Regions from separate parts of the Gossypium hirsutum genome. Here region 1 is linked to region 2. A link is a contact called in public Hi-C data. All regions are on one chromosome and are shown on one strand. Each heading gives the region's core, a stretch centred on a gene start, on an enhancer-like site or on the middle of the called end of the contact. The rest is flanking DNA. Distances are from core to core; before and after follow the strand shown.

The links. A called contact is a pair of places that touch in the nucleus more often than the background predicts.
Region 1: a contact with region 2 is called in a Hi-C map of hypocotyl, with 3 times the contacts expected there. The contact joins the enhancer-like site here to the promoter of LOC107962469 in region 2. A contact is called at or near these places in 18 of 34 Hi-C or Micro-C datasets (anther, callus, cotyledon and 5 more).

The regions. Positions count from the first base shown.
Region 1 is chrA06:6,294,577-6,299,799 of Gossypium_hirsutum_v2.1, reverse strand. No RefSeq gene overlaps it. Among protein-coding and RNA genes, the nearest start is that of LOC121230362, 9.7 kb to the right of the region's middle. Within about 2 kb of position 1,474, at least 1 of the 9 cell types and tissues checked has an H3K27ac peak or open chromatin away from gene starts, as enhancers often do. A contact at or near this core is called in hypocotyl, where this site is marked.
Region 2 is chrA06:6,252,920-6,258,364 of Gossypium_hirsutum_v2.1, reverse strand. It overlaps LOC107962469 (protein Daple), which reads left to right and starts at 2,925. Exons shown (of 12, transcript XM_041114982.1): 1 at 2,925-3,338; 2 at 3,791-3,879; 3 at 4,331-4,478. The coding sequence starts at 4,401.

The sequences.
Region 1 (5,223 bases), core at 225-2,724, 43 kb before region 2:
GATATTTTTTAATCCCAAAATAAGGGGTTAATTATAGGGTGTCCTAATGGAACTAAAACTCATTTGGTTCGATTTTTTTATGACTCAAAACTAAAGTTAAACTCTTGGGTTTAGGAAAATTTTATTTCAATATTTATATTTAATTTAATTTTTCTTCAATTCTTGTTCTAGATTTGAGAGTGGTTATAATTGCATACATATAGCAATTATAATTTGAGATTCAATGTTTAAAGTGATGTCGATTTTGTTTTTTTAAATTTGTTCTCTGTCTGAATTTTATATTGGAGTCTATTTTTTAAGCATCTATAAGTACTTTGATTTAAAGCGATGAAAAACCCCCCAAAAACCTATCTTATTCTCAAAGGGCAACTTGCAATTTTGACATCTTCCCATCGCATTAGACTCTTTCGCATATACATATTTAATTTGATCAAATTTATTGCTTTAGATATTTGGAGAAGGTCCTAATATTTTGAAGATGCTTTAAATTTTTGCTATGCAACTCAACCATATTCTCTATCATGGAAAGCTTAATGGACAACTGTGAAACGACAATAAACTCAGCAATGAATCATGTTTAACAATATATGAAACATGAGAAAATGAGAGAGGAAGAAAACTGAATCTTATTAGAAGGATAAAAGCTATACAGCCTATTCTTAGTTGTTATATATACAAAGACTTCAACAGACTGTAATAGGTAACGGACTAACTTATACAGGAGAAGGTGCAGTAGCTAATTGGACAAAATTGCGATATGAGCTATAGGTTCTTCTCTTTAAATACATCCCAAAATTTATGGTAAAAAATTCTAAAGTACTCATCTAGTCTCAAAGACCGCATTGTGGATCTCTTCATCCGTGATTGCTTCTTCCAAAGTGGCGTTCATCTCATCAATCACTTCTAGAGCTTCATTTACTCTGTTGTAAGCCTTTCATGAAAGAGTTCTTAAATGTGGTTAGTGATGAAGCCTCTTTTCTTCTATCATTCTCCACTCAATCCTCTAAGTCTATGGATGCCATGACAGTTATCCTGTTAAGACTCCAGGTGGTGGCATGGAAAAAGGGTGTGCTGTGGTCTCCTTGATTGAGCTATTGAATGCCCGTAAAAAAGTGTTATTGGCAAATGCTGCTACCTTTTTGGCAGAATCGTAACTTTCTTGCTAAATTGAAACTGATCAGCCATGCCTTTAGTCTCATCAAAGTTATTGGCAACTGCTGATACCCTTTTTCTTTTTCTTTTTTTACAGAAAAGTGAGACCTATATTGTCAATAACTCAATATTAGGCTTCATAATGGGATATGAAATTCGATGCATCATTTACTTATAATTTTATAAAACATAAAAGGGTCAATGTGATATTTTTCCATTTTAGGGGGCCTTTGGCTCCTGCCGGCCCCTTGGTGCTGCCCGTGACAGGTGTCTATCCAGAAAGAAAGCTGATTCATTAGGGGTGAGAGACTCCCAAATGAAATCGATGTTGGTGAAGTGACTCTTTCCTTAAAACCTTCTAAATAAGGTAACCTTTAAGAACAGTCCTACCATCTTAAATTAGGCGAGGACCATCATGCTGTCTATGCTGACAAGGACGTTCCTCAAGCAAGGTGGCTATTCATAACAATTATTATCATCACAAGGAGGCTCCTTAGGCGAGATGGCTATTCATAACAATTATTATCATCTTTTATCATACACATTTGCACACCTTATGCAGTGTTATTACTGCATTAATGAAATGGTCCTATATTTCATCTTCTTAATTGCTGTTCTAGTTAATCTCAAGCAATATCTTTTTGCATGAAACTTTTGTTGCTTAAAACTTTTAAGGACTACAAGTCTTTAATCAAATTGCAGCTTAACTATAGTCATGCATATATGACTTATGATATTCTTTTCCTCAGACTCTTCAATGGACTCATCATTTCATATGAATCACCATTAGCTAGTGTTTTTGTGGATATGATATGGTGCACCTTTTTAAGATTTAAGATATTCTCCTGGGTGCTTACAAAATTGGAAGGGACAGTTATCAGTTGCAGAAAGGACTGGTTGATGGAGGCCGGGCCCTGGATGAATTATGAGGGTGGCATGGTGCTAATTTGGTTGAGATATCTTTATCAATGGTTTAGCTATATGTCAAATCGTTGCTGCTGGAAAACTAGGTGGATGGCCAGCATCAAAGTAGAATTTTTGGCACAAGCAATTTATGAATTTACTAAATAAGTTGACAACACCATTCGATCCCAAGGATGCAAACTCATGAAGAATGGGTGTATTTATGCTGTTTTGGATTATTTATATACATATTTTCTTTTCTAAAATTTTTATATATTTGAAAGATTATATTCTTATAGTCGTATATAGATTAAATATGAATATTTCGAGTAATATAAATAAAACCCGAAAAGATCATTGTGTCTAATGCTGCGGTGACATTTCTCGCCTTCAGGGAAGCAGAACACATTAGTACTTTACCATCTTGTATTCTGTTTTAGGTGACTTTAAGTTAAATGACGTAAATTTTGGTTGGCTTTCTCCCATGGCAGATGCTTATATGTTCCAATGTCACAATGACTGTTTCCAAAATTTTGGCCAAGTGTATGTTGATTCCAGTGTCATAGTTGGTGAAGCCCACATTTACTGGAATGCATACAGTGGAATTATGTATTACCTAACTTTTAAATTTTCCCAAAATATTTGTCTCTGGTTATGATAAAATAATTTATGAAAAACAGAGAATATGTTTTTGAATTGGAGGATTCGCTCGATAAAAGAAACAAGGGAAGCTTCAATAGAAAAATATTGAAAGGGAAAAATATTTCAAAGATGAACTTGTTCCCATAGTTAGGAATTCTTGGTAGTATTGAGCCGGGACAACCTGTTATTTTTAAATACCCTGATTCAAGGTCAAAGAATTTCTTGCTGTTACCATATAATATTGGAGGAGATGATTTTTTTTTAGGAATTGGAAGCTTTGTGAAGACCAAACTTTACTTTAAACATGTAGTCCCTCTTAAATTATTCTTGTCATTAATAGTTAAAGTAATGTTAGTCCTAATAAAAAATAAAATTTGAGAATATTATTTAGCGAAAGAGAGGAAACTTCAAATAAATGTAGTTATTCATGTCATTAAATTTCATGTCATTTGCTACATGTCGATTATACATTAGCTATTTTTCTCCTCTCATAAGAATAATTAACAACATTAGTGCTTTAGAGTAATGTGTATAACATTTTATAAGATTAAGTACCAAATTGGACACACCAAAAAGATTAGGTCTCAAATTAGAAAAAAAAATGTCAAGTTCAAATATCAAATGTTTTATTAAATAAAATCTAAATATTAATAGCTTGATCACTATGCCATAAGGTTGAGCAAAACTCGATTTTATTTAAAAAAATCGATTTTTTTTTAAATTTGAGTTAATTGAATCGAGTTTTTCGGGTTTTTTAACCAACTCGAATAAATAATTCAATTTTTTGAGTTCGAGTTGAGAATTTTACAACTTGAATCATTCGAATAACTTGAATAAAAAATTGATGTAAATAGCCCTTGGATCCCTAATAGTTTTGAAAATGTGCAAATTGGTCACTCTCAAAAAAATTATAATATATATAAATTCAAAAAAATCATTAAAATTTATTTAAAAATCTTTAGAAAACATATTAAATTATATATTTAAAAAAATCAAAATAATAAATTTGAAGCCTTAGACAAGTAAATTATCAAATCAAATTTATCATATTAATTATCTTGTATTTTTCTCTTAGTTTGTTTTTAAAAAGTTTTTAAATATAGCTATATTATTCTTTCAAAAAGATAATGGTTATATTATAAATGCATTTGATTCCGCTTTAAAAAGTCCTATGGTGATATGATAATATATATATATATATATATATATAGGTAAACTATACCTTTATTCATTAATTTATGGGTTAGTTTTTGTTTGGTCACATGACTAAAATAAGTTATAATTCGGTTACTAAAATGTTTAAAAATTTTCATTTAAGTCGCCGAGTTGTTAAAATCAATGTTATATAGCTTTCTCTATTCACACTTTTTACACCAATCGAAAGTTCTCTTTTCCCTTCTCTTTTACAATTCAGGATTTTTTTCGTGAAACAGCTTTGGACGTCACAAATATGAGAACCAAATTTCAAACATCTTTTTTCTCCTATATCCGACACTGAATGTTAGATTAATTTGGATCTAAGGTATGTTCTTCTACTCGTCAATGGGTATTGATCTACTATACCAATCATCAAATCATTGCTTGGAGCTCGTTGGCAGGACTTTAAAAAAACCTTAATAGCCCGATGCTTAAATAAAAACTTTTAAATAGTTCAGTGACTTAAATGAAAACTTTCAAATAATTCAATGGCCAAAATGTAACTTTTTTTAGTTAAGTGACCAAAGCGAAAACTTACCCGTAGTTTAGCGACTAATGGTGGAGTTTACCCAATATATATTTATAATATAACTATATATAAATAACACACCTAAGGTCAATAAACTATTAGTAAGTTTACATTTTGGTCACTCAACTCCAAAAAGTTAGAAAATGATCATTGAACAATTCAAAAGTTTTCATTTAGATCACTAAGGCTATTTGAAAGTTTTTATTCAAATCATTAGGATGTTAACTGTTTCTTTTAAAAAAGTTCAGCTAGTGAGCTTCAAGTAATGATTTGGCAATCGATACAATGGATTAATACTATCGAAGAGTAGAAGAACATACTTTAGATTCAAGTCGATCTAACGATTAGTGTTGGAGATTGGAAAAGAAAGCAGTTTAGATTTTAATTTACAGATTCGTGACATTCATAATTGTTTAATGAAAAATTTGAACTGTAAAAGAGAATAGGGAAGAGAGCTTTTGATTGGTGCAGGCAATGTGATCAAAGAAGATCATATGACAAAGATTTTAACAATCCTGTAACTTAAATGAAAACTTTTGAATATTTTAATAACTATTTTATAACTTTTGAAAATTAAATGATCAAAATATAAATTTACTAATACTCTCATCGTATTCTAACTATTTGTTTTGTCTGTTAATATCGACAGTATATATAGATATGTGAAATTGATTTGGAAATTTAAGTAAATAAAAAGTAAAATTACATTAATAAGTTCGACTTCCGAATCATAAAATTAGATCACCCGATAAAACAAAGGCCAAATATTACAGTATGATCCAATATGATCAAACGCCCAA
Region 2 (5,445 bases), core at 1,676-4,175:
TTTAATTTTCTGTTGTCGGGTTATAAAGTAAAAATGCCGGGTTCTCACACCAGAAAAAATGCAAAAAAGAAAGAAAGACTTGGGCAGCAAGCAAAGCCAAATTCAACCCATATTTTGCATGGACCACTACACAGCAGCCTATAAATTTCCAAGCAATTAGCTCCTCGGATCCTAATCGTAACAAGTCTTGCTTCTCCTCTACTCAACCCTTAACTACTTCCATAAACAACAAGTATTAATCCTTTTTTTTTGGCGATGGCAACGTATGGAGTTGGTTTAGCAGAAGCTTACGTTATGCGATCTTTACATAAGGAGAAAATGAAGAAGAAGGACAAGCAACAGGCGTCAAAGAGTGAGGAGGAGGAGGATAATAACAAAATGGTTTTTGATGATGAAATGAAAATGCCTGCTTCTTGTTTCTCCTGGGTTTCTAAGAAAACCCATTTTGCTAGGGTTTCTGATGCTCCCGGAAAACCAAAAGTAGGATGACAAACAGTGTCTTGAGGGCCTTGTTTGTATTTTATTATGTAAGCTTTGGCCAAAGAAAATGCCTTTTAGCTTGTTAAACTAAGGAATTTTAGGCAAAGCTTGGGATTGCTTTGGTGGGATTCTTGTTCGTATCAATAAAAGAAAGAAAGGTAGATACTTGCAAATTTCTTATTTATTCTTTTGTACCAAAGATTTAGCACATATTAATTCATTTTTAAACTACTAATTTTATAGATTAGTGAAAGGCAGTTACCTTTTAATTTTTAATGACTTAAAAAGAGGATGAAAACCTCATGTCAAAGTAATTAAGGTGAAAGAAAATTATAAATATGATTGTGAAGATGAGATCATGAAAAGCATAGCATATGTTGGTAATCAAAGATGTCTGTTCATGTGATGTGGGCAACCCCACAAGGTTAAAAAGTAATACATACTATCATATCACAAGCTAATCCAACTTTTTTCCTTGTGGGGAAGATTTTAACTTTGGGGTGCACGTGCTTCTTGGGGCCTATCACGTGCTTGTAAGGGTCTATCACGTGTGGGCCACATAATGTCATGAAAACTCTAATTGACATTTTATATTGGAATATTTATCTTGAGGACCTTAAAGGAGAACAAAGTCATGTGCATAAGGCCACTGAATATGACCCCACAATGACAAATTTCCATGCCACAATTCATGCAATATTGCTTGCTCCATGAACCAACTTAATCATGCACTCAATAGTCTTTGGCTGCGACTTGTATGCAATTGCAAACATTGAATCGGTTTTTTCGTTCAAAGTATTATTTAACTGTTAGAATAAAAAATTTAAAATGACATAAGTGACTTTATTGAAATCCCAATCCACTCTTCAGTTTACTTCTAAATAGTAGACCCGTTTTGTAGATAAATTCATGCTCTTAGGCCTTAGCTTTGAGATATAAGACATTATAGTCTATCTCCAAATTCTCCTCTAGACTACCTTAAATCTAGGCTTTCCTTATAGCACTAAAGGGAGCTAGCATCCATTTTCATAAATGAAGCAACTTTTAGTAGAAATAGTGTTGAGAATTGGATTAGTGATCGAATTGATCAAATTATCGATTTGTTTATTAGATAAATTTTAATTAAAAATATTAAAGTATTATAAAAGTAAAATAAAAAATTTTTGATTCAATTGATTCAATCGATTTCTATTTCAACTGGTTTAGCCAGTCGATTTAGTTTGACTCAAACATCAGTGAAGTTTTGAGTAAAAAATAGAACTTGAAAATTTAATTATTGTCGATTAAATCATAATTAAAAAGTGATAAAATTATTGTATTAAAGTCATCCATACATGATTCTATCCTTAATGATTTCTACCTTTTTAACTTTGTTTTATAAAATAAAGGGATAATTAAATGCTAAAATTATTGATAGATTTTAATTTAATGTGTAATGTTATATATGAACTTCAATTTTGTGCGATTTTAAACATGTAATTTTAATTAGATTTATTTTTTCACAAATCACTAATAACATTATTAAATTATTACCACTTTAAAATAATATATTACATACATAAACAATTATATTCATCCAGTATGAAAATGAGTGTATGTATTCATTTTTTTAAATGTGTACAATTGAATAAAAATCAAAGTTTCATATATACACATGTACCACAATTTAAATTTCATGTGTATAATTACACTAAATCAAACTTTATGTATCAAATTGTATATTAAATCAAAATTTATATATAAAATTAATATTTATAGAAAAAAAGGGGAAAACTAAATTAGTGTTGAGCTACAAGGCAAAACGTGTGAAGCTACATATGTAAAATTAAAAGATTAAGATGGCTATAAGATGCATTTTTATCTCATTTTTGGCTTAATTGTAGCTATATTTGAATCCAAATATATATTTTATCGTTGTTTTTAATCTCATCACTACAATATTCAATTTTATTGTCATTGTTGTTTTTAATATCACTGAAGCTAAACGCACCACCTATTCAAATTAAGCTTAAATATTTTTTTATTATTCTTAAATGCAAAATTTAATATAAAGTCAAGTTATAATTTGGGAAAGTTTCAAAATACTTATAAGAAGGAAATAAAAAAAAACAAATATTTAAAAAGGGAAAAATATAAATTCCCAACCATATTGAATTATTCAAGGTGGTCCAATGGGGGAAGAATAGTGAGACTTCAATTCAAGGCATCAAATTGAATGGAATTATTAATGGTCCAGCTGTATCTTAAATGGCAATCACTCATTGGTTATTCAATTGCTAATCCCTCTAATAATATTAATAAAAACTTTATACTTATTAAAGATTATTTAATTATGTCACTGAGCACTAATTAATTTGATTATTAGATCATAATAAATAATTAGCAAACAAGCTTTGGCGGGATGTCGCTTTTCTTACACTAATGCAAATCAAAGCCCTTGTTTTCGAAATCTGAAAACTCCTATTTTACCTGTAAATAAAACCTCCATTTCACCTAATGAATTCTCTTCTTAACCTTAAACATTTTTATTATTTGCTTTGCAAAAAAACCCAACATTTTCTCCTTATTTACGCCAACTACAACACACACACTCTCTCCCAAAAATCCCACCCAACAAAAAGTTTTCAACTTACAAAACACCCACACATCACCAAAAACAACTCATCAATTTCAAAAGAATTGTTTTTTTTAAATAAAAAAACACAACCCTTTCCCTGTCTCTTTCAAATTTTGATTTTTTTTTTGGTGGGTTTTTAGTTTCCTCTTATTCATTGTAATTAGTATGAAAAATGGAACCTTCCCTGTAAAGATTTATCTGCTATTTCTTCCAGCTTAAGCACCTACCGATCCGCTACTGGGTACCTAACTTCATTGCTACACGCCATTATTTTATTGATTTTGTTTTTCTTTAGTGTTTAAATGGATTTTAAATGTTAATTTTTTTTACTCCATGTGCATTTATTGACGTCTTCTCACTTGGGTCGGGTCAGTTTTTTTTCTTTTACTGTGACAAATCTGGGTTCTTTTGTTTTTCTTTGATGTTTTCTTTAAAGGAAAGAAAAATAGTGGTATTTTGAGATTTTGTTATAGGTGCTATTCTTTTTTCTTATTTTGGGTGTGGCATTTGGTTTTGGATTCTCTTTTACTCTATTTCTTTTTCCTTTTGTGTCAGTCTTTCTGAAGCTGGACATTTGCATCTTTGTTTCTTTTCAAGTGTGTGAAGTGCCATTTTCTCTTCTTTGCTTCTTTTGTCTTTCTTTTTAGCTTAAAAAATTTGAAATTCACCGTCTTCTATTTCTCAATAAAAAAGGGTTTGGATCCGAGAATTTGAAGCCAGCATTTTGAAGTTTGCTTCTGGGGTTTTGCATTTTTGGAAAATTTTGCCTTCCTTTCAACAAGGTATGGTCGGGATTAGCGATTTTCTCTAATTTGGTTTTTAGTTCAAATATCCTCTTTACACGTTTTTGGATCTTGTGTTGGTTTCTGAAGAAATGGTGAAGTCAATCTCAGTAGATCAGATCATTGAAATAAGCAGAGTTTAAGTCTCCCTCCCCCAACCCCTCCAGATTTTAGCTCGGGATTTAGTTTAATTTGGGTTTCTGTTTACTAAACATAAACCTTGGTCTGAATGGACCTTTTATGTAGTTGGGGGGTTAAAAAAAAAAATCCTTCTGTTTGCTCTTACATTGTTTTCTCCTAATTATGTTACTGTCTTGGTGAGGTACACTTCCTCAAGGGGTTTTAATCCTTGCAGTAGGCTCTGGATTCCAAACACGATATACTTGCACTTGAACTAGTTTTAACTGCTCTCAGCTGTCTATATGGAAATGATGGTCCTTTTTGGTTGCAGGGGCAGTTTAATCAAAGGGGGAGGGGGATTGGTATGTCAATAGAGCTGGTGATTAATTGATTTGCTGGTAATGTCGAGGATCCCTAAGTGGAAGATCGAGAAGACAAAAATAAAAGTTGTATTTCGGTTACAATTCCATGCTACACATGTAAGTCGCACTTTGCATTTGTGGAAATTTCTGGCATTGTCTTTTCCATTTGAAGTTAATGTCTTATTGAACTCGTTAGACACAAGATCATATTATAAGTCGATCAATTGGCATGGTAGAAATTATTTAACAATGAATGTGAACCAAATTGTACTATGTAGCTTATTAAGGTGAATCAAGACATCAATGACATGCATTGATTGTATAATTTCAGTTATAATGTATTAATTTTCGAAGATGCTCACATAGATTGTGATTTTATCTTTTATCTTACCTCTATCATGCGATTACTATTTCATGTAAATTGCTTGCATTTGTTGGAAGTATGTATTTTCAATGCAAAAGTATTACTTTCGAGTCTTTGGCTCGTGTATGTAGTTAGAGAGTTTTAGGCCAACCTTTTCTGCACTTAAAACAATTTATTCCGTTTCCCAAGGAAAAACTAGATCAGGAAGTTTACAAAAATGGGTGTAGATTGTTTGATGCTCAAGAGTTTTAGAAGGTCAACTGCTCAAGAGATTAATTTTTTATGCAGTAGTGTGTTTAGTCTTTTCCAGAACCTGTTGCTTGACTGCAGATTGCATACTGTAACGTATAAAGTAACCACCTATGGGTTCAGTATCATCATATCTATGAGATTGTCAATTGTTTTGCTCCCGCAATTGTCACATAATGATCCATGTCAAAAGATGTGACAAGATTTTATGTTGACGGTCACAAGATTTTACCATGGAAGCAATTCACCCATTGCGACAACTTATGGAGAGGTTTAGAGGGTCAAAGCAAGATTTATGTATGATTTTTATTGATTTAAAGAAATCTGTTGTAAAGTATTGAGGGCCATTCTTTGGTAGGTTTTGAACAAGAAGGGAGTTCCTCAATGTACAAAATATGTATGAGGGTGTAGTCATGGATGTAAGAACTTTTGGTGGATTGACAGATGAGTTTCTAATCATGATAGGGGTGC